Regions from separate parts of the Zea mays genome. Here region 1 is linked to region 2. Evidence: chromatin contacts called from public Hi-C data. All regions are on one chromosome and are shown on one strand. Each heading gives the region's core, a stretch centred on a gene start, on an enhancer-like site or on the middle of the called end of the contact. The rest is flanking DNA. Distances are from core to core; before and after follow the strand shown.

Evidence for each region. Hi-C and Micro-C count contacts between places; a contact is called where the count stands out from the background.
Region 1: a Hi-C map of leaf shows a contact between it and region 2, with 5 times the contacts expected there. The contact joins the promoter of LOC100277561 here to the enhancer-like site in region 2. A contact is called at or near these places in 3 of 25 Hi-C or Micro-C datasets (ear, leaf and tassel).

What each region holds. Positions count from the first base shown.
Region 1 is chr1:34,164,567-34,167,266 of Zm-B73-REFERENCE-NAM-5.0, forward strand. It overlaps LOC100277561, which reads left to right and starts at 1,404. Exons shown (of 2, transcript NM_001367859.1): 1 at 1,404-1,659; 2 at 1,767-2,700. The coding sequence starts at 1,624.
Region 2 is chr1:34,083,099-34,085,798 of Zm-B73-REFERENCE-NAM-5.0, forward strand. No RefSeq gene overlaps it. Among protein-coding and RNA genes, the nearest start is that of LOC103633575, 49 kb to the right of the region's middle. Within about 2 kb of position 1,338, at least 18 of the 20 cell types and tissues checked have an H3K27ac peak or open chromatin away from gene starts, as enhancers often do. A contact at or near this core is called in ear, leaf and tassel, where this site is marked.

The sequences.
Region 1 (2,700 bases), core at 154-2,653, 82 kb after region 2:
GCGGTGCACCACAAGCGGTTTCTGGAACCGCCTGTGTAGAGGCTAACCGGACCGCCTGTACAGAGGATCCCTGTAGTAGTGACTACTACTCATTGGCTATATTTAAGTGAGAATAAACAATAAAATTATAGTTAAACTAGCAAAATATTCGTATATTGCTACAGGGTGTATATAATATAAAATATAAATATGTGTGTTTTATTGGCTAGGTGGATGTGAATGTAGGTTAGAGCCAATAACTCTGGTTCGAACACCCATTTATACATAATTTTAGTATTTTGTCCTCGTACAAATAGCATAAAACAACTTTTACAAGACCTAATGTAACAAATTAGTAGCTCGCATGATCATTTTATTTGGCCATTCATAAATAATATTAGCATTATAGTTTGACATTAAATGTAGGTTTGTCATAAATTTAGGTGTTGTTTGAGTCACATATTTTTAACGTGATGGATAACTGATAATGTTAAACCATATTTATTTAAGTACACCAATAATCAGATAACACACTAGAAACTGATACTGGCACACAAACTTATTACCGCTGATACTCGAGTGTGAATTATTATTTTTACTATTTATCCTTCTACAGCTGCGGATGAGTTTTATGTCTACGTCTAGGTCCATCGAATACAAAACCCAAAGATACTTGCCCCATGTAAAACTGACATCGAAGTGTGAACTGTGCGCTTTGACTTGGGTGGAATCTCATTGTCGTCAGAGGGTGCAAATCAGCCTGCGCGAGCCAGCTATTCGCACCCAGCATCGCCGTCGCCAGCACGGCCGTGGGACTGAGGGGGTGGCATTCACTTCGCCGCTCGGACTACGGATCGTGTCTCCTCCCCACCCCCCCGCTCCGCTCCGAATTCATTCGAGCGAGGTCCAGATCGAGCTCCGGATCCGGACCCGGACTCCTGTTGGCAAGTGTTGGCGCTTGGCTTTTCTTCTCTTGCGCTTCGTTTCGTTACTCACCGATCCACGTACTACATCTCGCATGATAGACGACATAGACACGATCATGATCCGTAAAGGGAGTACGTAGCAGCATATGCTCCTGTAGCACGTACTATGTGCTTCGAGTACTCGTGTCTCGACAGACGGTACGGGGGAGCAGGAAGCGGACGCAGCAGCAATAGCGTTCTTCGTTTGCTTCTGCTGATGCCCTCCAGGAACGCAGGAGAATTGGAGATCCAGATTACTCTGGCTCTACATGGAGACAGTACTTTGAGATGCTAAACAAGATTCCTCCGTTCAGGAGGAGGAAGAGGAGAGGAGAGGAAGGCTGGAGCAGGGCATTAACCACGCACCAACGACCCGACCTGAGCGGCATTCAAGCACCGCGCCGCGGTCCATCCCCTCATCTCGACCCCGTGAAGCCGAACCCCCCAAAAAAACGACGTCAAACGCGGACGAGGGAGCACTGCAACTGCAAGCGCCCCATAGGCCGCAGCGCTATCGCGACGTCGCCACCGCCCACCGGCCACCACCACAAGGCACACGGGGACGGGCGCCCGCTCCACTACCACTACCTCCCGTCAGTCAGATCCCAATCAAAAGAGGAGCATCGCAGAGCTGTACGTATCACGCAGGAGGTAGCGTTCCACTCGCTTCGCGGTGGCCATGGTCTCGTCTCCTTCCCCTCCCTTGCCCACCGGTGTAAGTGTGCCTCCCTCCCTCCTTCCTCCTGCCTCCTCTCCTCTGTTACCGCGGTTCTGCCGTGGCTGAGTATACGAGTCGTTCACTGCACAATGGTGCGCCGTCAGGCCTCCGAGCCGAAGCAGCAGCGAGGCGGCACCAAGGCGGCGCCGGAGAAGGCCGACAAGAAGTACGCGCACGTCCCAACACCGCTCCACCACGGTCACGGCGGCGCCAGCAACAAGACAACACCCCGCGGGGCCAAGGACGCCGCCGGACCGGCGGCGTACGTCGCGGCGGTGTCCTTCTCCGACTGCCGCTTCAAGCAGCGCGCCCTCGCGCCGGCGTCGCCCGGCGCCGTCATCCGCTCGCTGTTCGTCTCCCTCACCCGCCGCTCCACCCCGCGCTCGTCGCCGTCGGCCACGCCGGCCTCGGCAGGCGCCGACGCGGGGGACGGCGAGCAGTGGCGCCTCGCCGCGGCCGACCTCTCCCGCAGGCTCGCCGCGGCCACGCGCACGCGGGACGAGGCGCTGGAGGAGACCACGCGCCTGAAGCACTCCCTCGCCGAGCTGGAGCACAAGCTCGCGCGCCTCGAGGCGCGCGTGCTCCCGACCCCCGCGGCCGCCTTCCCCGTCGACTCCTTCCTCCGCGCCGTCTCGACCGCCCGCGCCGCCGTGCGGAACCTCGCGCGCGCGCTGTCCGCCCACCTCCGCAGCCCCTCCAGCCCCGGCCCGAGCCTCGAGAGCTTCCTCAACCGCGCGTTCCACGCCGACTTCGAGCTGGACACCGACGCCGACGCCCACACCACGGACCCCGCGGGCCGGTGCCAGGCCAACCTCGCGGCGTACCACGCCGTCGCGGTGCTCACGTGGGAGGAGGTCCTCCTCCACGGCACCAAGCACTACAGCGAGGGGCTCAGCCGCTTCTGCGACGCCAAGATGAGCGAGGTGGTGTCCTCGCTCGGCTGGGCGCGCGCGCGGCCGTGGCCTGAGCCGCTGCTGCAGGCCTTCTTCCTCGCCGCCAAGGGCGTGTGGGGCGTCCGCCTCCTGGCGCGCTCCGTCC
Region 2 (2,700 bases), core at 88-2,587:
ATTATTTGCACTGACTGACAGTCGGTTGACGTGACAAAGCTACACTCTAACGTGGCAGTTTCCCTATCATTCAGTTGACCTGATTATCTTTATCAGGCCGTCCCAAAAGATACTGTATTGACGTAATCATGTCTCAGCAAGTCAGCATGGCCTAAATGCAGTTCTCTTGCGGTCTGACCTGTTCATCTATACCTCTGGGAGTGTCCGGCTTCATCCCGTACGTGTATACAAACAACAAAAGCAGCAACGTCGCCGTGTCTCCGGACGAGCTGAGTGACGGACGCAAAGAGGTGGCGTTTTGGACCGGCGCGGGGACACGCGCGCAGGCAGTGGCGGATCCAGAATTGATTCAAGACGGGGGCTACTAAATTAAGACTATAATTTTTTTTAAACCAAACAAAAAATATAATTAATGTTTAGTATAACACAAGAAGCAAGATATAATTTAAACATTTCAGATCATTACAATCCCTAAGCGTCAATGTTCAGGACACTTTCTTTTTCACGAGCTCGTCTTCGTTCAGTCGTCGTCAGTGCTGGACGTTCAATGTGAAGCCGGGAGTCTCAGCATTCGTGGCCTGCGACGTCCCAACAACCCCATAAATAAATTCACGAGCTCACCGAGATGGAAGACTTGAAATTACCAAAGATCATGGAAACGCTGGCACAACCTCTGACACCGGCAGTAGCTGACGGTGGCAATCGAAACCAGCCCAAGAACTATGAGCAGACAGGTGAGGAGCTCGAGCCTGTTGTTAATTCTCTTGCATTAGCCCGTAGCCCGTAGGAGGAGGAGCGGCAGACGCAGCCTTTCTTGGGTCGCTGTTCCTTTCCCTTCTTCTGCAAAAGAACCAACTAACCAAAACTGAACTAGACCGATGCGTGTATATATGTGTACTGCACCTTTCTCTGGTCGCTTGTATGGGCCGCGACCGGGGCTGCAGCCTAGGCAGCCCCGGTCGTAGATCCGCCCCTGCGCACAGGCGACTCCACTACCTACAGTCACCGCCGCTGACAAATCGCACTGGTACTCTGCGTCTCTGCGCCCCTGCGTGCGTGTGTGCATGCATGCATGAGAACTGCGCGCAGCAGCCCGGCGGTCAGGCGGTGGGCTTTGCTAGCCGTTTGGCGTTGCATGCGGATGCGGCATGCCATGCCCGGTCGAAGACCAGGCGGCGACGGACGCCGTGACCGTGATGCATGCGCTGTTTGCTCGCGGGGGGCCGGGGTTGTCCGCCTGGCGGCTGGCGTCTGCCACAGGCCACAGCCGATCGGTGGTGGTGGTCCTCGTGGCCGGACCAGCAACCTGAGCAAGGTCTCTGTTGTCTTTGTGGCGCGCATGGACCGGTCTGGAGCGTTGAATTCCTTTACCATCCCATGGGACACCCACCCATCCTTTGGATCTGTACCCAGCGATGGCGACGGATCGAACGCACTGCGGACTGGACGAACCAAGAATGCACTGTGTAAGAGCATGGTAACTCGGAGCTTTGTCACCCACCAACTAGGCAACTACATCGATCCCAGCTTTCGTCGGTCGACGTTGCGTTGAGATAGCAAAGTGAAATGGCAGCGAGCTGATGGATGCCCGCCCTGTGCTGCCCTACACGGCTACACACACTGGCTCCAGTAGCTGGGTCGGTTAACGCTGGTCAACCTTTTCTTTTGTGTGAAACGGTGGGGTTTTCAGTGTTTTTAGCGCTAAAATCAGTCATGGTCTGACGGACCTATACATGTCAAACGTGCCGCCCAACACGACCGGGCACGGGCACAATTTGGACACGGCCGGAACAAGGCCATCCAGGCACGGCACGGTGGTCATCTCGGCCCAGGCCAGCATGGCCAACTTGGGTGCAGCCTAGACACGGCACGGTAGTGTACTAACCATGGCACTGTGGTATAGTGTGAGGCCAGACTCGAATACAGAAACATGAGAATACTCAAATTTAGACAGATTCAGACACTACTATACATATTCAGATACAAGTATATAGGTCCAACAGACAATTCATCAAGTAGAAGAATATAAAGATTATATTGGAGCTGTTATGTGCAATGTTGTATTATTAAAAACCTTCATAGGTAAAAACTCATACCTCGTGAGAAAACCCTAAGAAAGAAAAAAGAGTGCAGCCAACTCTTAAATTCTAATGTTCATAAATTCATTAGTCCATTACAACAAGTACATATTGCCATTCCAGATTATGTTGCATGTGGGAGTCCGCTAACTCCCCGTCTTTGATGCAGGATAAGACCTCCACCATGTCACTTGTAAGTCGTCGTCGTCGCTCCTCGATCACCCTGCCAGCCAAACTAAAACTAGATTCCGAGGATATGGTAGATGCAGGCACAATCATCACATCTTTAGTAAGGATAGACAGAATAGGGTAAGTTAGCTTATGGTCTTGCCGCTAGGAGAGAATGTTGAAACTATCATCAAACGGATTGACAGTATCATTGTCAAGGTATGAAGACAGCTCAAACTGAGATGTATCTGCCCAAGCAGTAGTAGATGAAGATGGAACACTACTACCTGCAATGTCATCACCATATATGTCATTCTAGGCCATTTTGTTCTTACCTTCATTACTAGTAGCTGATGGTTGATGTGTACGTAAGCATACATCACCAAAATTTGTCTCATACACCTGAAAGAGTTTAGCTAACTTTTTCCTCACATCTTGAGGAAACCTAGAGTAA